Regions from separate parts of the Mus musculus genome. Here all the other regions are linked to region 1. A link is a contact called in public Hi-C and promoter capture Hi-C data. All regions are on one chromosome and are shown on one strand. The core of a region is the stretch at or near the end of the contact, and the rest is flanking DNA. Distances in the headings are between cores, read along the strand shown.

Region 1 (2,518 bases), core at 8-2,507:
AGCAGTGAAGGTAAATAGAGTCTTTCTTTGCAGTATGCTCGCCAAACGGTCTAACTATTGAAGTTTTCCCATTATCTAGTTGATTTGAGAAATCAGAATGAGTGTGTTAATCTTGTTCTGATTTATTAAAGAGGAGTTCCAGGGGAGGGGGAGACTTAAAGAATTTTGTTATAATTTTTGATTTCCTATTTTTTTTTTTTTGGACAAAGCAGAGATTCTGAATTTTAATTTTTCAATTTTTTTCTCTACTATTGCAGCCAAGCAGAAAAGAAAAATAAAAGTTAACTTTGTGGTGTTTAGAGTTCAGCTTTTGTTCCTGCACTGAAACCCATTAAACCGATGCAGACCATCGAAGTGCCCCTGGCGCATCTTTCGCCATTCATTAACTCTCTAAATGGAAAAGAAGGTCCCCTTTCTCATTCACAGGGACACGGAGGTGATATATCTGTAAGTGGTTGTTAGGAAAGAATCAGCAGCCTGACCGAGAACCACACTGTCACACAGAGATCTCAGCGTCTTTAAGCAGAGCCTAGAGGCTTTTCTTTATTCTGTACCAACACAGTCACAAGGGAAGTCCCCCACACACCGTGCATGACAAATACAACCTCCCAGGGTCCCAAATTCCAGGCGCAAGAATGGCAAAGAGCAATAAATAGAAATACATAGACAAAAATCTGTATGGATCTATGAAAATCACCCCCAAATGCGCTCTGATTTTTAAAAGGGAAGGGAAGATTTTTAAAAATAAGAAATACTGTCTAAACAAACACTTAAACAATAAGAACGACTGCTTTAAAGACAAAAGCTGACCTACTGACCTAAAAATCCATTTTGTATCAATTTCACAATTACACCTCTCCAATTCTTTTACCTTGTTTGTAAGATGCCAAAATCATGTTCTCATCTTCAACTTCAAACACTGTGTCCACATCTATTTGCCTCTCGATTAAAATAGCCTTCAGTTTTCCGAAGTCATTTGTTTTTAGAGCCTCCAGGAAATCTTTCTTAACTAATTTGGCAGCTCCAGCTTTGCTGATAGGGGCAGTGATGCCGTCCATCCTCGGAGCCCTGTGGAAGCGGAGCAATGATTTATCAGGAGAGCAGCACCCAGCACACAGGCAAGGCTGGAGAGTCCACAAACTGCCGGCTAATTTTATCCCAAAGTTATGCTGACCCGTTCTATTTATATAGGGATCATTTCAAACTTCAAAATATCCTCCCAGACTCTCCCTGAGTTCTCAGGTCCTTTAAACTGGAGATACGTAAGCGGGTCCCTTCCGCTCTACGTGGAGTCGATAAGCAGGAAGGCTTCTGTGACACATTTCCGAGCATGAAATGTCACAATTATTTCTTACAAGACCAAAGTGAAAGTGTAAGATTTACAAAGCTCTTAATTCTCTTTATGTTTTCTCCTCAACAAAAAACATCTGGCGCCTGGCTGGAGCCGCAGTATCTTAGTCTGACTAACTAATAGCCCCAAATGAGAATTTGTTTCTGTTGTTGATACACGTGCTACTGAAAACCTTTAATGATTTTGTGAAATGAGCCTGTAAAATCGAGCCTAATTATGCACATCTAAAAACAAACAGAAGGTTTGTCAGTAACCTACACTTAAAAATTTTTCAATATTATGAGAAAAGCAGGGCGGGGTAGTGAGATGATGGGGGGGGGTCATTTTAGGGGAAAAAAAGAACCTGAAGAAACAAGAAAATCAATGCAACAAGTGAGTGGACTTTATTGAACCCTGCATTTTATTTCTCAAGTCAGTTAAAAAAAAAAGCCATGTTTGAACAAATTACAAAAACAAATACAAGCTGGATCTTACTTTCTACTATGAGCTTATTGATTTGAAAATGTGAGTCAGGTATTTGGGTTCTGTAAAAGAATCCTGTTTGTCCTCAATTAAAGCAATGCCTAATCAATTAGCACACTGTCTCACACATCCTCTGTCTGTTTACATAGTGCTTGTGTGTGTGTGTGTGTGTGTGTGTGTGTGTGTGTGTGTGTGTGTGTGTTTGCTAGGGATCAAACCCAGGGACTCACACAGCTTGTGTTTTATTACTGAGCTAACTCCATCCAAGGTCTTTAACACTTTTGTTTTAAAACAGTTCAGACATGTAAATAGGACAGAGAGCAAGGGACAAGAGGCACAGAGACAGAGAGAACACAGGGAACAAATGTGGCCCAAAGTTAAGCAGCTGGTTACTGTCATGGGCAATATGCAGTTACCTGCTAGTTTTTATTATTAAAATTTCTCCCTGTTAGTTTTTCAACAGAAAAAGTTAGAGACAAAACTGAAGACTTAATTTTACTTATTAGTGTCTTTAATGTCAGAAAATTATCAAGTGCTAACTAGTATACAAATTAGCTGCAATTTACATATCATGGATAGGTTCAGAAAAATGATATAAAAAAATCCCTGCAGTACTTGCAGTGTGAATTTTTTAAATTTTTCAATAACAAATATGTCTATAAACGCAACTGCGAATCAGCATACCCTTTCACTTGATGTACTGAT
Region 2 (2,518 bases), core at 8-2,507, 1.6 Mb after region 1:
TACACTCACTCTCTATATATGCATTTACAGCATCGGAATTAAACCAGTTAAACTGTTAAATGTTTGGTAGTGGGTGTTGCCATTTTACATGCTTAGTTGGTGAGGAGACACTCACTTTGGGTCTCCTTCCAGACCCAAAGTTGTGGCCCAAACACAGAGTGCGGTGAGGACGGTGCTTGCTGTTTTAACTCCAGCAACACCCTTGTCAGACATCGAATGAGGGGTGAGATGAGGCCACTGTTAGAACAGCAGCCCACTCCAGTGTGACTTCAGGAAGTAGACAGTTATTTTTGTTTAGATTTTTTTTTAAGTTTTAAAGTTAAAAACACTGCGTCAAAAAATAAAAAATCCAGCAAAAATAATCGGTAATAAAAGCAAAGAAATTCTAGACTCAGAAGTCCCATGAAGTCATCTCTATGCCTTTTGCCAGCAGAGGGTCTTTTTTAAAACATGTTCTCAGGATTCTTGCCAGCCTAAACATCAGCTGTCCCAACAATGGGGCACCCGTCATTTCACTGGCAAGCACCACACAAGTTCAGCAAGCTGATGCTCTTTGACCTGGATTTCTCAATAAATACACCCCAGCAGTAGGACATGCTGGATTTAATTTCTGTTTAGTTCAGCCACTTAGCAAATTTACTTTGTTGTATCTTTTGCATCTGTTTTTACATTGTCTGTTTAAATTCTTTCAATGCACACCATTTAAGTCATCTTTCCCTCCTAAATCTTAATTTAACAAAAACACTCCTCTCCAGCCAGCAGGAGTCTGAAAATGCTCCCAAAAGAGAGGGGACATATACACGTTTTATTAAACACATACATGTTTCTTTTGGGTGGGGGGGGCAGGGTTTCTCTGTTTAGCCCTGGCTGTCCTGGAACTCACTTTGTAGACCAGGCTGGTCTCAAACTCAGAAATCCACCTGCCTCTGCCTCCCTAGTGCTGGGATTAAAGGCTTGCGCCACTACGCCCGGCTAGATGTTTTAATAAAGAACCAAATAGGTTCTTTCGGTCCTGATAAAACTATCAACAGAAATGCCCTGTGCATGGGGTCTCGGGGTTACAGAGTACACCAATAATCTCCTGAGTGTGTGTTTGTGTGTGCTTTCTTTTCTTTCTACCAGTTATACTATAGTAGTATATCCTTCTGTGCCCGATGCAGCATCACAAGGGGAAAAGTGCAGGCGGTTGGTTGTACTCTGCTGCCTGTTTTCCGCCCCTCTTGTGGTCTGAGGGAAGTGTGGGACAGCTCGCAGGAAAGATGAGCTCATATTCAGCCTGGGAAAGCTGCTTCAGCGCCCTTCCTCCTGCTCCGCATGAAATGAGCCCTGAGCAGCATGAAATCCTTGACCGCAGGTGTGGAGACGCGCTGTGACATAAATATCTTTGCTGCTTAGCAGTTGGAGGACGGCTGTGGGAAGATTTGTCAAAGCTCCCCCAGCCAAGTCTGACTCTAAGGAAATGGTCATTAGGCTCCACCACAGCGCAGGCTCAAATCCCGCTCCAGCTTCCAAATAAAGAACTCATCTAGCAGAGTTGGAGGAAGGTTCCTGAGGGCTTAGACCATCCCAAGAGATAGAAAAGAATGGGGGATTCATACACCAGACTGGCATGGTTGACTACAAACATATAAACTCTTCTGTTAGATCACAGACATATCCATCAACAAATGCATAAACAAAATCTCAATTATATGAATAGGACAAACTTTTGCCCACACCACTACATAAAATATCCATAAATGTTTTCCAAAAATGGCCAAAATTAATAAGAATATATGTGTGCATGGGAGCGCGCGCGCACACACACACACACACACACACACACACACAGAACGAATGGAGGAAAAATCTGCATACAGTTTTCCAACTACCCTCACAGTGAATGGGACACATAAATTAATGTAATAAATATACCTTAATTGCGTATTTGTCGAGATTACTTACTATATTTAACTCTATTGCTTTTTAATTGTAACAACTAACCTTACCTCAAAGTGTAGATATCATTTAATTTCAAAGTTTTAAACTTTTCTTTGTTTTTGTTTGATGTCAGATAATTTTTCTTACTTCACTCACTTCTGTACCATTTTTGTTTATTTTCATATCAATATAGCAGTATATTAAGTTTTAATAAAATGAAAAGGTTACTCTGTGTTAAGAGGAGAATATATTCCAAACGTGTCTACTATTATAGTTAACATTTTGGTCTTAAGTTTTGTAAATTCTCTGTTTTCCATTTGCTTTCCTAGTTGTCTGTATTTGTAACATATCCTATGTGTTCTTTAATTTTAATTTTCCCAAAATATTAAAGGAAGAAATCCTCTAAATGTTATTATTAGCTGTTATAAGTATAAATACATCTTTAACCAGAAAAAATACAAATAAAATGACAAATGTAGGGATGACTTGCCCCCTCCAGCTTTAAGCCCTTGATTTCAATTCTCATGCTCTTTGATCTAAAAAAAAAATTATTCAGTGCTTAGTTTGGTATTTCATTCACAAAGCTATAATTTGATTT
Region 3 (2,518 bases), core at 8-2,507, 1.6 Mb after region 1:
AAGGGATCCAAGGATGGATGAACAAGGAGAACTGCAGCCCCTTTCACAAGACACCTGAATCTGTCACCCAGAACTACCCAAACTCAACCTCTGAGTGCCTAGGAAAGTATTTTGTCTTGCTCTCTGACGCTTCCCCATTCTATTATTACTACTTTTTTTTTCTGGTGTGTTAGTCACCTCGAGGGCTACAGCCACTTTGCATTCCCGGGATACACAGGTAACTGCTTTTCCTGGCTTTTGCTTGAACAGTCAGGAAAAGAAGTGCCCGCTGATGCCTGGCTGCACCCAGCTCCGGATAGGAGGTGGAGGATAGCCCGTCCTTGGAAGCAACTTGCTTTCCTCCCAGGGTGCGCCTGCCAGCCCAGACTGCGCCCGCCTGGAATCAGATTGTCCCGGGCTCCTGCTGGCTTTCAGTGGAGAAGGGGAATTGTCCTCAACACCAAGTCAGGTAGGTACCTCAGACTACTCTTTTCTAGCTGTGCTCACTTCGGTCATTCACCCTAAGATAATAAACCAGCAACAACCTCTTTTGTGGAGGGCAATGTCCCCCCAAATCCAACCTGCACCTTAGGTTGCACCTGCCCAAATCCAAAGGGGTCCAGGGCTTGCTGGACCCTCTGGTTTTTCTTACCCTCTGCCTCCGGGGTCCTTACTCAGCACTCCAGGTCTTGGTCAGCTGTTTTCTCACGCTCCCACCCTAATTTTACTGCCGCGCCCCACTACAGATTCCACTCTCCATCGGGTCCCTGGTGCGGTCACCTGAGTGACCACGTTTGGAGCCAGGGACCACTCTCTTTGGGGTAGGGTTCTTTGGGAAACTCACCTCCCTACGGAATTTTCATCCTCCAGGGAAGGGGTTGGACTCTCAGAAAGCTGCCTCCAGGGACGGGTTACGATCACTGAGCCCAATCTGTCGACCACCCAACTCCCTCCCTACTCAAGGTCTAACTGGGGACCCTCTCCCGCTTCCTGGAGCTCCGAGCGCTGGGGTGTGGGGACTCTTGGGGTGTGGAGCAGCGGCAGCGAGTGCAGACCCTCTCCCGCTGGGGCTTGGGGTCCGGAGGAGCACGGAGCGGCTGCTAGCCCCTCCCTCCGAGGGCTGAAGGGGCTGACGCGCAGGGAGGGTCCGGGCGGGGCCGGCTCTGAGATCGTCCGCTCCCCCCACCACCCCCCTTGGCCGCAGCGCGTAGGGAGGAGGGAGCGGGTGACGCGCGCACCGAAAAGGACTTAAGTCGGAGAAGTTTGCGCACAGCTTCATCTCGGAGCGAGCAGCGGCAGGCACTGCTAAGGTGAGGCTCCCGCGCTTTGGGGAGCAGAGCAACCGGGAAAAGGACCTTGCCTGGAGCCTATTTTGCTTTGCAGTCTTGGGCTTTAAACCTACCCCATAAAGGAGGCTTAAAGGTCTGGAAATTGGAAGGTGGACAAGAAGGAGTGCTTAGGACTAATTCAGTTTGCTCTCACTTTAAACTAGGAGAGCCAGCCGCCCAAGACTCTGGGCGGACTGCACCTGGCTGGCTTGCAGACAACTCTTGGTTGGAGAGGTGCTTACTTCTGCGCCTCACCCTGCCGTTGGCATCCCCTGCCTGCAGATGCCCAGTGAAGTCTGCGTTCCTGAGAACACCTGAGCTGTGCCCAGACATCCAGCAAGAGAATTCCTGGTAAGAAGAAGGGGTTTTTTCCCCCTTTCTTTTTTCTTTTTTGGAGGGAATGATTGGAATTAAAGATGTGGAGTGTCCCAGGAAAGATGATAGTGAGAATGATACTTTGTGGATTTTTTTTTATATTGCAAAATTGTAGTTTGACTGGTTGATACATTGTGGATTTTTTTAATTGCAAAATTGTGACTTGACTGGTTGATACTTTGTGAATTTTTTATTGCAAAATTGTAGTTTGACTGGCTGATACTTTGTGGATTTTTTTTATTGCAAAATTGTAGTTTGACTGGTTGATACATTGTGGGTTTTTTTAATTGCAAAATTGTAATTTGACTGGTTGATACTTTGTGAATTTTTTATTGCAAAATTGTAGTTTGACTGGCTGATACTTTGTGGATTTTTTTTATTGCAAAATTGTAGTTTGACTGTGATGTTTAGAGGTGTTCTTGTAGGGTCGGCTTAGTCTCGGTTGCTTCATTTTACCATGGCTTAAGAAAAAAAAGTGTCATTGGAAGATGTGATAGTTTATACCTTTGTGTTGTGGAGCTCTCTGGTTCTGTGGGTGTTTTATGATATTACTCATATGAATTTTCTCTCAAAAGTTTTAGCCTCCTGTACTGCTGAGTATAGCAATTTCTAGGCTTAAGGTCGTGGCTTTTCCTAATAGATGTTTAATAGGTATCAATTAAAGAATGTGGGCATCTAGGCAGCGTTGTGCTGGGTCTTGGAATACAGTGGTGAATGCTGTTGCTTGTTTGGTCATGTTCTACACAGAATTTCCAACAATCATTTATGCATAGCAACCATTCTTCACACCTATTAAGAAAAATCTGTTGTTTACATAGTTTCCTAATAAGCCTCCT
Region 4 (2,518 bases), core at 8-2,507, 1.4 Mb after region 1:
AAAAATTACTTTTCTTCAAATTGAACAAGCTATCCAAAAGTTTTTTTTTTTTCTAAACGACTGGTTGCTTGACAGAGTGGGAAAAGAAGATTAATGTAATCAAGGCGCTTACTATCAACAAAGAATTGAAGTAAAAATTCCAAGTTTTCCATGGAGTTTCAGTGAACACTCCTGGGTATTTTTTCATTGACTGGCCAGGGTGGCCTGGAACTCCTAACCCTCCTGCCTCCACCTCCTAAGTGATTGAAAATTACAGGCATGCACCACCACACCCTGCATTTATTTATTTATTTATTTATTTATTTATTTATTTATTTATTTTACTTTGCAGCCATATCCCATACAGTATAAATGTAATTATGTGTCTATAAGTCAATACAGTAAAGTCTATTAATCATTTAACACACTTCCAAGACAAAATGGAAATTGCATACAATTTGCAAATAACAGAAACTCAGGCAGTGCTCTCAAGTCCCAATGGAGTCAGGATCTTTGCAAAATTAAAGCTAAAATTGTTGGGAGATTTTCAATGTGGTTTTAGAAACATTCTATCATACACCGTCCTTTCCAGAATGGAAGCCAGCTGCCCTTTAAGGGATTGGTTGTCTCCCCTGTTTGGGACTCTGTCTTGATAACATTTGGCTTTAGATTCCTTATTAGTTCCTGGCTCTTCTCACCTTTTGCGATTCCCCCACATCATCTAGAAGGTGGAGCCCCCTTAAAGAGAAGCTCCCAGAAAAAGACACCCACCCCTACCCCTCATCGTTTAATCCAGTAATCCTGACCTTGGCGCATTTCTGAGAGTGAATTCTGAAATAGCCAGCCACCTTACCTGTTGTCTCTGCAACTTGACTTCTTTGCGAAGTTGCTCAACCTCCATCTTCAGTTTTTCCTTTTCCGGCAGATCCTCGATGTGAAGGGCAGGCATCTTTGCCCCAGAACTGGGCCCAGAAGTCACTTGTGCAAGGGAGCCACTGGAAGCGCCTAGAACTGGGACGCTTCCCCAAATACCCGCGGGCCCAGGCTACCGCCCCCCGCGCGCAGGACGTGACTGGCTCGGGAACCGCAGCTCCCAGCTCCCCGGGGGCTCGGCTTCCTGCCCAAGCCTGCTCCCGATGGCCTTTCCCAGACTCCAACCAACTTCAGGGCGGCTTCTCCAGGCCGCAGCAGCCCTGTAGCCAGGCAGTCTGCCTAAATATGGGACATCCTCCTGGCTGCTCTGGGCAGGCTGCAGACCCTGCAGGAACAGGACCAGGTCGCAGCTCTGGGCTGGACTGCCACAGGACTCTTGCCACGCCCGGGGGAGCTGCTGGGCTGGAGACAGAAGTTTTACTTTTGTTCTCTCTCTCTCTCTCTCTCTCTCTCTCTCTCTCTCTCTCTCTCTCTCTCTCTCTCTCTCTCTCTCTCTGTGTGTGTGTGTGTGTGTGTGTGTGTGTGTGTGTCCAACTTAACATCCGGGTTTTGTTTAAAGCCAGGAAAGGAACACTACTCAGCAGGAAATAACTAAGGATCCTTAGATCCTTCACCTCTCCAAGTTTTAAAAATACACAGCATATAACTTTTCCATACACGTAGTGGGGAAAGTGGATATTGGGGAGGAAAAGAAGAGCAATATGGAACCTAGCTAGGTCTCAGAAGTATACAGCAGAATTGTGTTGACACATTCCACGTGGTTTCCTAAAAGCTCAAAAGGCCTTTCACAAAAATATGTTTGGAGGACAGAAGTGGTTTGAGATGCGGGGTGTTTCCTGTCATTAAATGACCATCTGGCTTCTCAATAATAGAGCTTTCACTTTTGGGGAAGGAAGACGTAACTCTGGGAGAATAGAGGACACCCAGAGAAGCCTAACAGAGGCTCAAAATCCCCTCCAGAGTTTCTTCCATCCCCGCAAGTTTTGGGAATACTCCTCTACACGAAGGGGCAGTTTTCTTGCTTTTTAACGTTTTGAATTCCTGGCAGACTTCCTTTCCTGGATGTAAGCAGCAAAATCACTTAGAAGCAGAAGAATCCCTACATTATGAGAACATGGTTCACAGAGAGCAGCCTTGGATAGCCAGGAGAGTCTACCGGGACATACTTAAGCAGGCAATGCCAACCTTTACTGGCTCCGTTGGTCATACTGCTCAAGGACAAGTAAAATATAACGTTTACGTAGGAAACCTGCCCTTGCAGTACTCGACTCCCTGTTCTTCCCAGAGACAACCTCCCAACTCATAGTTAAATGTGGATGAAGAGTGGAGCCATTAACTGAATATTTCAGGGTACCTGACCTTAGATACCCATCATTGTTTAGTAAGCACAAGCTTTGTTTGTGCAGTTTCTCACCAGGCTCTGCTGACTGTCCTCACTGAATATATTAAGATGAAAAGAACAATGGGCTATTTAATGAGTGCTGTTTGGTAGTCCTTCCAACTCTTCCTGAGCCATCATAGCTAAAATTCACTTATGTTTTGTTTTCCCATTTTAAAATTATGAAGTGAAGGAAGAGAGTGAGCTGCTGGGGTGTGTGGTGTCTCT

What was found. Promoter capture Hi-C pulls out the DNA fragments that hold promoters and counts their contacts. A called contact is a pair of places that touch in the nucleus more often than the background predicts.
Region 2: a contact with region 1 is called in a Hi-C map of myocytes, with 2.9 times the contacts expected there. The contact joins the enhancer-like site here to the promoter of Asb4 in region 1. A contact is called at or near these places in 9 of 39 promoter capture datasets (the 3T3-L1 cell line, 3T3-L1-derived adipocytes, the HPC-7 cell line and 5 more), 1 of 484 Hi-C or Micro-C datasets (myocytes), 2 of 115 datasets of contacts at active chromatin or transcription factors (astrocytes and embryonic limb bud) and 1 of 9 other capture datasets (embryonic stem cells).
Region 3: a promoter capture Hi-C map of liver shows a contact between it and region 1, with 2.9 times the contacts expected there. The contact joins the promoter of Calcr here to the promoter of Asb4 in region 1. A contact is called at or near these places in 15 of 39 promoter capture datasets (the 3T3-L1 cell line, 3T3-L1-derived adipocytes, the HPC-7 cell line and 9 more), 1 of 484 Hi-C or Micro-C datasets (cranial neural crest) and 1 of 115 datasets of contacts at active chromatin or transcription factors (embryonic stem cells).
Region 4: a contact with region 1 is called in a promoter capture Hi-C map of liver, with 6 times the contacts expected there. The contact joins the promoter of Gng11 here to the promoter of Asb4 in region 1. A contact is called at or near these places in 12 of 39 promoter capture datasets (the 3T3-L1 cell line, the C10 cell line, cranial neural crest and 7 more), 3 of 115 datasets of contacts at active chromatin or transcription factors (astrocytes, embryonic limb bud and embryonic stem cells) and 1 of 9 other capture datasets (adipose tissue).

Annotation. Positions count from the first base shown.
Region 1 is chr6:5,389,149-5,391,666 of GRCm38.p6, reverse strand. It overlaps Asb4 (ankyrin repeat and SOCS box-containing 4), which reads right to left and starts at 1,257. Exons shown (of 5, transcript NM_001355662.1): 1 at 872-1,257. The coding sequence starts at 1,058.
Region 2 is chr6:3,740,205-3,742,722 of GRCm38.p6, reverse strand. All of the region lies in intron 3 of Calcr (calcitonin receptor), which reads left to right. Among named protein-coding and RNA genes, the nearest start is that of Mir489, 19 kb to the right of the region's middle. Within about 2 kb of position 1,257, at least 5 of the 459 cell types and tissues checked have an H3K27ac peak or open chromatin away from gene starts, as enhancers often do. A contact at or near this core is called in myocytes, where this site is marked.
Region 3 is chr6:3,762,362-3,764,879 of GRCm38.p6, reverse strand. Calcr (calcitonin receptor) reads left to right here and starts at 1,257. Exons shown (of 16, transcript NM_001377018.1): 1 at 1,257-1,289; 2 at 1,472-1,658. It overlaps Gm33576 (a long non-coding RNA gene), which reads right to left and starts at 1,081. Exons shown (of 4, transcript XR_377297.1): 1 at 824-1,081.
Region 4 is chr6:4,002,726-4,005,243 of GRCm38.p6, reverse strand. Gng11 (guanine nucleotide binding protein (G protein), gamma 11) reads right to left here and starts at 1,257. Exons shown (of 2, transcript NM_025331.2): 1 at 833-1,257. The coding sequence starts at 928.